2 separate regions of the Anas platyrhynchos genome follow, and region 1 is linked to region 2. A link is a contact called in public Hi-C data. All regions are on one chromosome and are shown on one strand. Each heading gives the region's core, a stretch centred on a gene start, on an enhancer-like site or on the middle of the called end of the contact. The rest is flanking DNA. Distances are from core to core; before and after follow the strand shown. Region 1 has its middle 180 kb from the start of WNT7B. Region 2 has its middle 8.8 kb from the start of CDPF1.

The links. A called contact is a pair of places that touch in the nucleus more often than the background predicts.
Region 1: a Hi-C map of subcutaneous adipose tissue shows a contact between it and region 2, with 2.3 times the contacts expected there. The contact joins two enhancer-like sites. A contact is called at or near these places in 4 of 8 Hi-C or Micro-C datasets (liver, skeletal muscle and subcutaneous adipose tissue).

The regions. Positions count from the first base shown.
Region 1 is chr1:71,273,222-71,280,058 of IASCAAS_PekinDuck_T2T, reverse strand. No RefSeq gene overlaps it. Among named protein-coding and RNA genes, the nearest start is that of WNT7B, 180 kb to the left of the region's middle. Within about 2 kb of position 2,513, at least 2 of the 8 cell types and tissues checked have an H3K27ac peak or open chromatin away from gene starts, as enhancers often do. A contact at or near this core is called in subcutaneous adipose tissue, where this site is marked.
Region 2 is chr1:70,961,465-70,968,989 of IASCAAS_PekinDuck_T2T, reverse strand. No RefSeq gene overlaps it. Among named protein-coding and RNA genes, the nearest start is that of CDPF1, 8.8 kb to the left of the region's middle. Within about 2 kb of position 3,014, at least 1 of the 8 cell types and tissues checked has an H3K27ac peak or open chromatin away from gene starts, as enhancers often do. A contact at or near this core is called in subcutaneous adipose tissue, where this site is marked.

The DNA.
Region 1 (6,837 bases), core at 1,264-3,763, 310 kb before region 2:
AAATTCTATTTTTAGCACCAGCAGAGGAAAATAATTCTGTAGGTTTTCAGTGTTATAAGAGGCTGTGTGTTCATATTCTGAAATGTGCCTTTTACAAAGTTATTTCACATGCTTGAATATGCTGGTTCTGCCATTATTTATGACATATAAGTGGCTGTTTTAATTGAAAGTGAAAATTCATCTATGTTCTTTGACTAAAAGTATCTCTAAAATTATTCAACTTTTTTTTTTTTTGGTTTGGTTTGGTTTGGTTTGGTTCGGTTTTGTGAAAGTTTGTCTTCACAAAGACAAAGGTAACCAGTGCTTTCTCCTTTTAGAAAAAGAAATTAAACTAGAGTTCTATAAGATGTTGGGTGAAATGACTACCACTAGCAAGAATATTTTGAGATAGGGATTTTCCTATGAATGAGTGTAATTTCTATAGTCTATCTTCTGGCATAGTCCTGGTGCAGAAAGCCATGATGACATGTAAAGATTTTATCAACAGTGGTTTGAAATAACCTGTAAGACTACCTATGATTTTATCACCTGTGGGTAATATGGAAAGTCTGTTCTCACGCCAGGAAAACTTGCGTGGCACTGCACAATGTCTTGTCTTCCTAATGCATTATTTCTATAGAAGCAGTATTTAATGATGTGCAGTGACTCAGCTGGATGACCCGAGATGGTGAGTCTCAGAGGGTAATGCTCTGTTTTCCTCCAAATATGGCAATCAGTGAAAATCTGATTAAGCCAAAAGTTCCAAACTGATACCCAGGAAAACAACAGCTTCCTTATGAAATAGAAAAGATTTATTAGAGCTTTTATTTATTTATTTATTTAATTTCTCACCTTCTGTGCATATGGGCACAGAAGCACATTAGAAGTGTAGCTGAGGAAGGCAAGGAATTGTTCTGTGGAGTGTATTTTCATGTGGGCATGCCAGTTAGCATGTTTGCAAATTCTAGCATAGACGAGATGTTGTCATTTAAATAGGTGTAGTTGGTAAAGGTGAAATTGAGTTACAAGGCCACGTGGAAGGAAAAATCTCACCTAGCTAAGTTGGAACTTGTATCATCAATGAAGAGAAGTAGGCATTACCAGGAGGTTACTCAGGTATGTGTCTCTTGACTGTAGGGAAATATAGGGAATTGGGAAATATGATCATAGTTTAGATGTCTTACTTAGATGGGATGATTCTGGGGTTTAGGATTTGTTCTCTAAACTGTCTTGTTCTTGGTGGATTTTAATACACTAGTTAATACATTATTAAAAAGCATCCTTTCTTCTAGTGTAGCTGTATAAATAAAAATGCACCAGTTTACTTCAGGTTCTCACTCTCTCTCATGTTAAGATACCAACTGAGCACAGAAAATAAAGTAACAAAAGTATATAATATGTCCTCATGGAAACACGAATTCTTTTTTTTTTTTCTTTTCATTTTGTGCTGATCCATAGAGACAGTAGAGAGCATACAACATACCAGCAATTTAGGACTGTTTGCTTTTTAATAAAGCTAGTTAATCCAATCCATATCTGTCTCAGACAATAAATAATGTTCTGCTCTACTAGTATAGATTAAATACAAACTAACACAATTAAATTCATCAGAGTGAAGATGAGGACAAAAATTGACTGTTGTATTCCTGTTTTGTTTTCCTCAGTCTTCCTGACTTGTATAAATTTTAGTATCTTCTGAACATCTAAGTATGTGATTGCTTACCTCTATACCACAAAATACTGACAGGATATAATTCAACAGCTGTAAGATTGAAAATTTGCAATACAATTTTTGTTCTGGTGATTTTTTCTAAAATCTAGCAGTATTACAGTATGTTTGAGATAAATCGCTTACTTGTGTAAAGTTATAATCCAGGAAGCAATCAGTCTTTTCTAGCAGGCATTTTATAACTTAGCTCAGTAAAGCTGGGCAGAGTATTGCATAGAAAAAAAAATAATGCTTGATTTTCTTAAGTAGAAAATTGTAGATTGGCTACAAATTATTGACACTGGAATTCCACTAATATAGCATAGGACTGAAAATGCATTTTCAAAAATTGTCAAGTGGCTATGTGACTGCACAGTATTCCTATACTTATTTCAAACTTGTGGCAAGGATATTTTAAGGATGTATAACATGAAATGTTAACAGTTACTGTTAGAGTACCTTTCCTCTCTGCTCAGAAGATTCTTAGAATACTTTAAAAAACTTTTGTCGGTGTCTTTAAAAAGCTGTAGTATACCACTTGTATATACAACTAGATTGAAGTACACAATTCCTTTCACCTGCCACTGAAATACAATGAATCTACAGTGATGTGCAGCAGCTGTTTAAAATCACACAGCAAATCTGCACCAAATGCCCTGTCTGGGACAGAAAGGGAAGAGTGCAATATTCCCCTGAAAATGTGAGGAAAGGGTTGGGGGATTTGACACTGGCATTTGGCCATGGTACCACAGTGACTCATATGCACACTAAGTCAAACAGGATCGGAGTACTCTGCGTTATCCAGAACACAAGTTTTCTAGATAGAAAAGCTATTGCCTAATACCACCTTTTGGGGCCTCTCCAAGAATGAAAACAGTTGCTCCCGTGTTCTACCCTTAATAGTCTGTAGCCATGACAGCCTTGTGATTACCTCAGGCCAAACACTGTGTTTTAAAAAGTAACTTCCCCTGAAGTGATTTGTTTAACAGTTTTGTAATGCGCTGGCATATATTCTTGGCAAAATCTGTATTAAAAGAGAATTAAAGTTGAGAATAGATATCAGTGACTCCAGGCCACAAAACATTACAGAGCTATTTTAGGTACCCCAATAAGCAGGATTTACAAAATGAAGGGATTTTAGAATTGCAATGAAACTCTTAAGAGATCTCAACACAATAAAAGATAGATAACAGTCAGTGAGCGTGCGCAAACAGATCATCCTCCTCTATGTCATATTGTTCTGTACATGTTCTTCTGAATGCTGCAGATAAGGTTCACTGGTAAACATACTTCAGAGCCTCTATCCTCCTGCTTTTGTTTACATCACTCATGGTATTCTTTCATCTGTAGCACCAATTGTTGTTCCGTGTGTTGGCCATATTCTGTTCTCTTTTATTTTTCTTCAGCATGAGGTAACTATTTGTCATTCGAGAACTCAGAATCAGGCTTATTTTGGCTTCATGATTATCATTTTTACCTATTTCTTTTTCTTAACTGGATTTTTTTCAAGCTTTTTATCCACTGCTTATTCTATGTAGGAAGGGCCTCATTCAGAAGGCTTTCCACTGTCCTCCATGGCAACAATGCTGTAGTTTGCCTTTGCTTCAAATGAAATCCTTGATACAATCAGTCCCTGATGTTTTTTGTACAAACGCTGACTCTAAAATGTTGTCAGTATAGATTGACTTGTCATGAGGTGGAGAGGGACACACAGAGAGACAAGTGTTTGTGCTCATTTAATGGTCAGTTCTCACCCAACTTCTATTGTGTGTAGGGAGCTTTGTTGTTTTTAGAAAAATCACTTAATTGGAGGTAATGTCTTGATATCCTGGAAGTCCATGGAAGTAACAGGCATTTCAATAGTTGACAATTTTAAGGGAAGTCTCTTGAGAAGAACAGTTCAGTTGAATGAGAATAAAGGCAGTTATTTTTAAAGAATAGTATCAAAACCTTACAAAACCAACACATATAATTCGAGTAAAGCCTGTATATAAGATTTCAATGAGTTTTAACTTCACAGTACGTCTAATGAGTCTCTTTTGTTCTGCCAAAGGTCTTAGGAATAAAAGTGTTGGATTTCAAGGACCAATTTTACATTTACTTTAGTTTGTAGACAAATTAATTTACTTCTAAGAGGGAAAAATAAATGCCCGACAGACTTGTGTATTACTTTCCTTCCCTAAGAGGGAAAGTTAATTTAGCCACAGTTGGTATTTTTCGATTCCTGAACTGTGAAAACAAACTAACAAAACAAAACAAATAACAAAAACAACAAAAAACAAGTGCATCAGGGGAAAAAACAAAAAACAAAACTTTGGGGGAAGAAAAAATATAACACAAGAAATTGAAACGCCTAGAAATATTAACAGCCATACCTGATCATCTTGACTGCTCCTCTCTGCTCTGACTGGATATTAAGCACCCAATGCACCTTATTACTGAGAGAGGCTTATTGATCCCATTTAAAAATAAATAAATAAATCCAGTAGTGAGAATTCCATATCCTTATTAGGTAATCCTTTTTAGTGAATCTCTCTCCTTCTGCTTAGCAAGCAGACAGAAAACTGAACTTTCCCTTTCTGGAAATCAATGCCATTAAAGCCATGTGGTAGAGCTCCCATGTTGTACTGTGTAAACACGGCAAATTGGACAGCTGCTGTCTCAATAACCATCTTCAAATGCATATATGGTTGTGATAATATCTCCTCAACCTTTTCTTGATATAATCTTGATAAAGATGCCCAGTTCATTCAGCTTCATCTGGTAAGTCCTGTTTTGTCAAGTCTTACCATTCTTTCCATCTCCTGGACTATCTCATTTGTCCGCATCTGTCTGTCCTTATTGTGTGCATTTCAGTTGAACTGTGCCAGCTTGGTTGAAGGAACCATTCCACTTTGATAAGGACAAAGCCAACTCAAGTTAACTTAGTGCTTTAAGAAACAGAACAGCAGCTCTCAATATGGTTACTTAATTGCATCCATGTTCCATGTGATGAATAACATTTCCCATGTACAAAGACCAAAATTAGTAGACAAATGTTCTTCTTCCTCCCAATGTGGGGGCGGGGAGGAACGTATAAAGATGTTGTATCTATGAAAACAGATGTGTTATTTATTTAAACGGTGCAAGCTAAACAAGAAACAGTTAAGGTTAACTTGCTGTCATCTGAAATTCTTAAAACCACACATGAGAACAATGTCTTAGACAGCAGGAACTGATTTAAGTCCAATTGTTACTTGCTAAACTTGCCTGACTTAATGGAAAATAATTTGGTTGGTTGTTCTTTAAGGTGGTAGGTTTAAATAGACACTATATCTTTCCTATGTCACTCTTGTTTCTGTTTTCAGTACAGTTCTTTGAAAATACGGTTTCTTACCTGTACAAATACTGAAGCATTTTACTAGAATTGTGAGTAATCAAATCCTTGAAATATTTAAATAATATATATTATATTTTTATATATATATTATATATGTGTAATATATATATTATAATATATACCATATATAATTGCCTTTTCTAGAAGAGTCCCATCCAGTTACAAGTCTTAATCCTAATTTCTCTTCATCTACATTATAGGTGAATTCTGTTTTTCTACTATCAAGTGTGCTTCTAGAAAGTGAAACCTTTTTTCTTTGTAAATAGTAAAACTAAAGTTTCTGAAGTTGTTCTTTCACTGAGGCAAAAATGACCGGTAAGTATGACAAGCAATCTGTAAATTTATAATGATCTGTGAATTGTATTCTTGAGACATTCCCTCTGACTTTAAAGAAGTTAATGACAGGTTGATGTCTGGGAAAAAATGCTTTTTATGTAAGTTAACATCCATTAAAATTCATATGCCTCAGATGAATTATATTGATTGGAGTTGCTTGTACTCCTCTAACCAGCCTTACTTGGCTTTGGCACTTCATTCAGAAATGAGTGGAAATTCTCTATGTTGCTCTATTATGCGGGACTCTTCTGGTCATGTGAGTGTCTCTTTCCATTGCATACTCTTGCCAAACTAAGCAGCAAGAGTTGTAGATGTAGAAGTTTCTGTTCTAGACAGAAGGTGGTTTGTTGTTTTTTTTTTTTTTTTCCTTCCTATGATAGATAAATATTATATCTACACACAAATTTGAATATGACTAGTAATATAAATAAAACTACTTGTTTACTTAAATGCATGCAAAACACCTTATTTATGCAGCTCTTATACATAGGTGCTGTAGTATTTTGTAGAAGTACATACTTCAAGTTTCATTTTACTGAAGGCAAAAATGGAATTGAAACATCTTTAGTGAGATCATTCAGCAAGATAGCAGCATATACAAATGGAACCAGTTTTCTTTTCCAGTGCTCTGTCCACCAAGAGTATCTACTTGTTCACCTTTAACTTATGTTACAGTGGTTTAGTCTTAAAAAAAATCCCTAACAATATCATAACTGATATAAATAAAGTATTTATCTTTTAGGTTTCTTCAAGACTGGAGCCTTATCTAACAAAATGTAGCTCTTGTCTGTAGCAAAATCCTGTTTCACTGTGAATTTTAAATTTCTCCATTCTGTTTAGCATAAGAAGAGAAGAAAACTAAATATGCAATACTTACTTTTCTTCAACTCAACCTTTAACTGCATTCATGGAATGCAAATAATAGATACTTTTGTTACAGTACCGTAGCAATAAAAATGGAAAACACATATGGGGAGAAAATCCGCCACCAGTGAGAGCTTATTAAGTGTCCTGAAAAATATGGAAAAAATTTATAAATAAAAATGCAATTTAGAGTTGGGACAATGGATATGCGCGCTAATTGGGTGGTAATAATTTATGTGTTTTAACAATCAGCCGTAGAATGTACACAGTTCTTCAGATTTTTTATTTTTTAAAGAGAGACCAGCTGCTAGAAGCAAACATATTAATATTCTTATCTCTATATCATACATGTAGGATCATAGGATGGTTTAGGTTGGAAGGGACCTTAAATACCATCTAGTTCCAACCCCCCTGCAGGGGCACCTCCCACCAGAACAGGTTGCCCAGAGCCCCATCCAGCCTGGCCTTGAACACTTCCACGGATACACAGCTCTGGGCAGCCAGTTCCAGTGCCTCACCACCCTCTGAGTAAAGAATTTCCTCCTTATATCTAATCTAAACCTTCCCTCTT
Region 2 (7,525 bases), core at 1,765-4,264:
ACACTCTCTTGAAAAAGGAGGTTGCTGATCCGAACAGCCACTCGACTCAAGTCTGGTAGCCATAAGACAAACTGTATAGGACAATGAAAAATGATGATACCCTAATTACAGCTAGAACTAATGCCCACAAGAGGTAGACGCACCACCAACCAAGATCTACATGTAGTCTCTTGTGAAAGAGCCTGGAGGAGAGGCCTACTGGCTTTCTTCCTTTCAGAACGTTGCCCCCTTCTTCTGCAGAGCCCTTCTGGGCCAAGGCACGAGGAGAAGGTTCCCTCTGGGAATACTTAAATAAGGCAACAATAATCGTTTCCAGATGCCAGGTCACCAAAAATTCCTTTTATAAGTTCCTTTTCTAATGGATCTCAGGTACCTCAAGTGCATTGGATACTGTGCATTCTTGCACTGTTAGAAGTGTCATGGGGTTTTTAGGGATGTCTGCTATGACCGTTTTCTCCAGGTCCACCGTGTTGGGGGTAACTATTACTTTGGCTGCCAGGAACCTGATGTCAAATGTGGACGTATTTGAGGCCACACGGACTGACAGGCTTCTGTGACTCTGCTTCATCTTGCAGATGCAGTGTACCCCCTGCCAGTCAGTCAAGGGGCCAAGCCTGCACAGGTCTTCCCTCCACTGACTTTGAACTCCACCCAGAAACAAGCACTGGTCACTGAAAATGTTGACGCTCACCAGCCCCGTGGTTGGATACCTTGTAAGGTAGGGCATCAGCAAGACAATGGAGATGTTCTGACTGTCAGCACCACTTCCTTGAGCTGCAGCTTTCAGCTGTGACTCTGGGAGACAGATAACGTAAGGAGCCTTGATGTTAAAACCTGCATTAGTCCAGGATTTTTGGGGCCAGATGGGATCCACCCAAGGGTACTGAGAGAACTGGCAGAGGAGCTGGCCAAGCCGCTTTCCATCATTTATTAACATTCCTGGCTATCGGGGAAGGTCCCAGTTGACTGGCGGCTAGCAAACATGATGCCCATCTAAAAGAAGGGCCGGAGGGCAGACCCGGGGAACTACAGGCCTGTCAGTTTGACCTCAGTGCCAGGGAAGCTCATGGAGCAGATCCTCTTGAGAGTCAACTTGCGGCACTTGCAGGGCAAGCAGGTGTTCAGGCCCAGTCAGCATGGGTTTATGAAAGGCAGGTCCTGCTTGACGAACCTGATCTCCTTCTATGACAAAGTGACGCGCTGGGTGGATGAGGGAAAGGCTGTGGATGTGGTCTACCTTGACTTCAGCAAGGCTTTTGACGCCGTCTCCCACAGCATTCTCCTCAAGAAACTTGCTGCTCTTGGCTTGGACTGGCGCACGCTTCCTTGGGTTGGAAACTGGCTGGATAGCCGGGCCCAAAGAGTCATGGTAAATGGAGTCAAGTCCAGTTGGAGGCCAGTTACTAGTGGCGTTCCCCAGGGCTTGGTGCTGGGGCCAGTCCTCTTTAATATCTTCATCAATGATCTGGATGAGGGCATTGAGTGCACCCTCAGTAAGTTGGCAGATGACACCAAGTTAGGTCCGTGTGTCGATCTGCTTGAGGGTAGGAAGGCTCTGCAGGAGGATCTGGATAGGCTGGACTGATGGGCTGAGGTCAACTGTATGAAGTTCAATAAGGCCAAGTGCTGGGTCCTGCACCTGGGGCACAATAACCCCAAGCAGAGCTACAGGCTGGGAGATGAGTGGTTGGAAAGCTGCCAGGCAGAGAAGGACCTGGGAGTGATGGTTGATAGCTGAATATGAGCCAGCAGTGTGCTCAGGTGGCCAAGAAGGCCAACTGCATCCTGGCTTGTATAAGAAGCAGCATGGCCAGCAGGTCTAGGGAAGTGATTGTCCCCCTGTACTCAGCTCTGGTGTGGCCACACCTCGAGTACTGTGTTCAGTTTTGGGCCTGTCACTACATGAAGGACATCGAGGTGCTCGAGCGAGTCCAGAGAAGGGCGACGAAGCTGGTGAGGGGCCTGGAGAACAAGTCCTATGAGGAGTGGCTGAAGGAGCTAGGACTGTTCAGCCTGGAGAAGAGGAGGCTCTTCTAAACCTAACCCTGACCCTGACCCTAACCCTAAACCTAACCCCATCCCTAGTCCTAACCCTAGCCCTAACCATAACCCTTACCATAACCCTAAACCTATCCCCTTCATGCCACCTTGGCTGCTGTCTGCACTAGCAAGACCAGCCTTCAGGAATGCCAGGTCACAGAGACCAGGGGAACAGCTGGAGCAAGGAAGATGTACCCTGAGTGGAAGAGGATCAGGTCAGGAATACTTCAGTGAAGTGAGCATTCCAGAGTCCGTGGGTCCTGATGCCATGCACCCACAAGTGTGGAGGGAGTTGGCTGCTCACCTTGCAAGGCCACTCACAATAATCTTTGATCATTCATGGCAACTGGGGAAGTGCCTGAAGACCAGAGAAAAGCAAATGTCACCCCTATCTTCAAGAAGGACAGGAAGGACAAGGCAGGGAACTATAGGCCTGTCAGCCTAACCTCAAACTTTGGGAAAGTGATGGAGCAACTAACCCAGGAAACTATTTCCAAGCACACGAATGACAAGAAAATCAAGAGCAGTCAGCATGGATGCACCAAGAGGAAATCAGGCTTGACTAGCTTTATAAACTTACATGGTGAAATGCCTGGTCTGTTGGATGAAGAGAAAGCAGTGGATATATTCTGCCTGGACTTCAGCAAGGCTTTTTATGCTGTCTCCTGTAAAATCCTGCTACACGAGCTCCCGATGTTATCGGCCTGATGGGCAGTGAGGTGATCGAAAACTGCCTGGATGGCCAGGCCCAGAGCAGGGTGATCAGTGGCACAAAGTCCAGCTGGAGATCAGTAACTAACGAGGTACCCCAGGGGTTACTACTGGGCCCAATCCCGCTTAATACCTTCATTAATGATCTGGATCATGCAGAAGAGGGTGCCCCCAGCAAGTTTGTGGATGACCTGGGACTGCTAGGAGTGGCTGATTAACCACAGGGTCATGCTGCCATCTGGAGGAAGGATGAGGGATCTGAAGAAACAGTCTGACAGGAAGTTCTTGTTCTCTTGTATTGGTTGCACTACTCATGAAGTTCAACGAGGAGAAGCATGAAGCCTTGCATCTGGGGAGAAACAACCTCATGTATCACTATATGCTGGGGGCTGCCCAGCTGGAAAGCAGTGTGGCAGAAAAGGACCTGGGCATCCTGGTGGAAACCAAGTAGAACATGAGCAGGCAGTGTGTATTTGTCACAAAGAAGGCCAGTGCTATACTGGGTTGCACTAGGTTAAGTATTACCAGCAGGTCAAGGGAGGTGATCCTTTTCCTCTGCTCAGCACTGGTGAGGCTGTTGTCGACGGAAGGAAGACACAGACGCTCAATATGAGTGAACAGTGAACTTCAACTTTAATGGTTAGCTCAGTTGCCTTTTATCTAGTTCAAACATAATCAACTCATACATATTGCAGAAACTAAGCTCAGGATTGGCTAACACTTCCCGGGCTTTTCAGTCAGTTCCTCCTTCTTTTAGCTACTGTCCTGCCTTAGGGACTTCCCACCCCCCCCACCCCCCCCCTGCTGCGTACGTGCCCAGGCTCATATGAGTTGAGTACGGTACTTCACTAGCCCATTGCCTCCTAACTGCTCAACATCCACATGTCCTACTTCACTTAACCATTCCTCCACATGAGGCCACACCTAGAGCACTATGTCCAGTTCTGGGCCCCCCAATAATTATTATCCAATAATGAGGATATGCTGGAGCAAGTCCAACAAAGGGACATGAGGCTGATGAAGGGACTAGAGCACCCCTCCTGTGAAGAGAGGCTGAGAGGGCCGGGACTCTGCAGAGTCTCAGAGAGATCTCATCAATGTCTATAAGTACCTGAAGGATATTTATACCTGGAGGGTACAAAGAAGATGGAGTCAGGCTCTTCCCAGCAATGCGCAGTACCAGGGGACAAGAGGCAGTGTGCACAAACTGGCAGACAGGAGGTTCCCTCTGAACATAGAATCATAGAATCATAGAATATCCTGAGTTGGAAGGGACCCTTAAGGATCATCAAGTCCAACTCTTGACACCGCACAGGTATACCCAAAAGTTCAGACCATGTGACTAAGCGCACAGTCCAATCTCTTCTTAAATTCAGACAGGCTCGGTGCAGTGACCACTTCCCTGGGGAGCCTGTTCCAGTGTGCAACCACTCTCTCTGTGAAGAACCCCCTCCTGATGTCAAGCCTAAACTTCCCCTGCCTCAGCTTAACCCCGTTCCCGCGGGTCCTGTCGCTGGTGTTAATGGACATCAGGAACCCTTCCGTGCTGTGCAGGTGACAGAGCACTGGCACAAGTAGCCCAGAGAGGTTGTGTAGTCTGCTCATCAGAGATCACTAAAACCACCTCCTCATTGGATATCACCAAAGGCATATCCTGGACTAATACAGGTTTTAACATCAAGGCTCCTTACGTTATCTGTCTCCCAGAGTCACTGCTGAAAGCCGCATCTCAAGGAAGTGGTGCCGACAGTCAGAACATCTCCATTGTCTTGCTGACGCCCTACCTTACAAGGTATCCAACCACGGGGCTGGTGAGCGTCAACATTTTCAGTGACCAGTGCTTGTTTCTGGGTGGAGTTCAAAGTCAGTGGAGGGAAGACCTGTGCAGGCTTGGCCCCTTGACTGACTGGCAGGGGGTACACTGCATCTGCAAGATGAAGCAGAGTCACAGAAGCCTGTCAGTCCGTGTGGCCTCAAATACGTCCACATTTGACATCAGGTTCCTGGCAGCCAAAGTAATAGTTACCCCCAACACGGTGGACCTGGAGAAAACGCTCATAGCAGACATCCCTAAAAACCCTGTGACACTTTTAACGGTGCTCTTCATTTTTGCAGTCTACTTGCTCTTGTCCCTCTGGGCCATACAAAAAGACAGGGCTGACAGGGCCAGCAAAGACAAGATTATAGTTCTGCCTGACAACGACCCCTTGGACAAAGAGAGCTTTTTGGTCACCTTGTACACAGGCAGTCGCTGGGGAGCTGGAACCAAAGCTGACGTTTTTCTCCAGCTCATTGGTCAGAACGGCACAAGCGATGTCCACTGCTTACGGCACCCCCAGGTTCCTTCTTTCCGTCGAGGAAGCACTGACCGCTTTCTCTTGACAAGTAGGGAGGACTTAGGAGACATCTGCGCCTTCAGGGTCTGGCACAGTAACAGGGGCCCATCTCCTGGATGGTTCTTAAGCAGAGCCAAAGTTGAAAACACGTCCACTCGGAAGACCTGGCTATTTATGTGCAGGAAGTGGCTTTCTCTCGACAAGGGAGATGGCTTACTGGAAAGGACATTCTTTGTCACAAACCCCAATGATCCCCTACCCAGAAAGGACTACTTTTTGATCCGTCTCTCCAGTCATCTGAGAGAGATTATTCTCTTGCTTTACAAAATGCATCATCAACAAAACACATTACTCACTGATTAATGACATACATGATTCATGAAGTTAAATTCTACTCCTACTATCAAGAAAAACCAGGCTTCTCCTCTGATAGAAAAAGTGAGGGGCTTACTATAAAATAACACTAACACCCCTACATAGTTGTGCAACTGTATTGGGTTTACATGGCAAGGGCTTGGGAGCAGGGGTGGGTACAGGAGTGGCCTCCATGAGCAAAGCCCAGCTGCTGCCCCATGTCAGATCAGAGCCAGTTGCACACAGCTCCAAAGGGACCCGCCCCTGGCCAGAGCTGATCCAGTGAGGGATGTTGGTTGTGCATCTGTGGGAGCAGATTTATTAAAGGGAAACAACTGCTGCAAAACAGCAGCTGGGAGAGAGGAGTGAGAATCAGCCCTGCAGACCCCAAGGCCAGTGCAACAGGAGGGCAGGAGGTGCTCCAGGCATGGAGCAGCAGTTCCCCTGCGGCCTGTGGAGAGGCCCCTGGTGGAGCAGGCTGTCCCCCTGCAGCCCATGGGTCCCACGTGGAGCAGATCTCCACACTGCAGCCCGTGGAGGAGTCCCCGGTGGAGCAGGTGGATGTGGCCTGGAGGAGGCTGCAGCCCATGGAGACCTTCTCAGTCTCCAAGATTCAGAAACAATTCTTTTCTCATCTGCAATACAGCCCAAACCAGTCACCATGTACTGTACAGACAGCCTGAGAGGAGATGTCATCAATGTTTAGGCCACAAGACCAGAAAAATCAATACTTTTAGGTTAATAGAATAGTGAAATTTAAAATGTTTGTTCCCTAACGGTTATCATGTTCCTTCTGATTCAGATACATGTTTTCTTGCAAAAACTCTGGGTTCTTTTAAGTTCGATTAACACACGTGATCCTTGCGCATACATTCTACTCCTACTAAAAACTCAGGCTTCTAGTTTTTTAGAAAAAGGGAGAGTCTTGCTGTAAAATAACACTGGCATCACTACCTACTTGTGGAACGTTCCCAAGATGACTCTTCCCATACATTAAACAAACTAGAACAGTATCTCTTTCTATTCCAGGATTGGAATACAAAAAAGACAGGGATCTCCTGGAAAGAGTCCAGCGGAGGGCCACAAAGATGGTACAGGAGATACAAAGATGATACAAAAATGCCTAGAGCATCTCCTGTTGAGGGATTTTTGAAACAGCAAGGAGGCCATCACTTGCTGCAGCTGAGCAAACCAAGCTACCAGGACGACTATGAGGAGTTGCCATAATGATGTTCCCTTATCGTCCAATTGAGGAATTAAAAATATTGTTGTCAGCAGCTGGCTTCAAGGACAAGATCTACATGACTGCTAATCACAAAGGGGTTGTTTTCTTGCAGTTGTTTCATCTAAGTGCTTTCAACCAATAATCTTGTGTGAGACATCTGCCCCTACTAAATTTGCTATAAAAGTCAGGCTATTTGGGAAATAAAGAGAGAGCATGATCTGACCGTATATGTTTATGTCATGTCTTCGGCCGTTCTTCCTGCAACAAATGGCACCCAAACAGGGACCCAGGACATCAGTGATCGAACCAGACCTCAAAACTTCTACGGAAGAGAGGAAGAGTTGGTGAAGATAGGGGATGAGCAGAGTTGTGAGCCCAGAAGAGTGGTGGGAGGTAGGAGATTGAGATTGCTTATGGGATAAAGCCATCTCAAGTGGAAAGCTGGATAAAGAAGTAAGTGGGACGTGGTGGACAGCAATTGATGCGCTGTGTGGTATGAAAGCCAAGCAGCAGGAGGTGATGGCGGTGGAACAAGCTCTTGCAGTCCTGTTTGGGACTGACAGATCGCCTGCTGCAAAGTGCTGCCAGCCCCGCTGCCAGCTGCTGCATTTCTCCGGTTTGAGCACCCGCATGGACACATTGGGCTGCATCATGTTCCACCTGCTGCTGCACCCGGGCCTGCCGCACCCCGGGCCCCTGCAAGCTGCTGCTACCCCCCACCCTTGGGTCGGTCCCCCCTCAGCCCACCAACCCTGCTGCTGGTGCTGTGGGCCACCTCTGGCAGCTCGGCCGAGGATGTGGATGGATCCTCTGAAAAGGCAGCCACAGATCTCAGCAGTGAAAACAAGAAACTCAATAA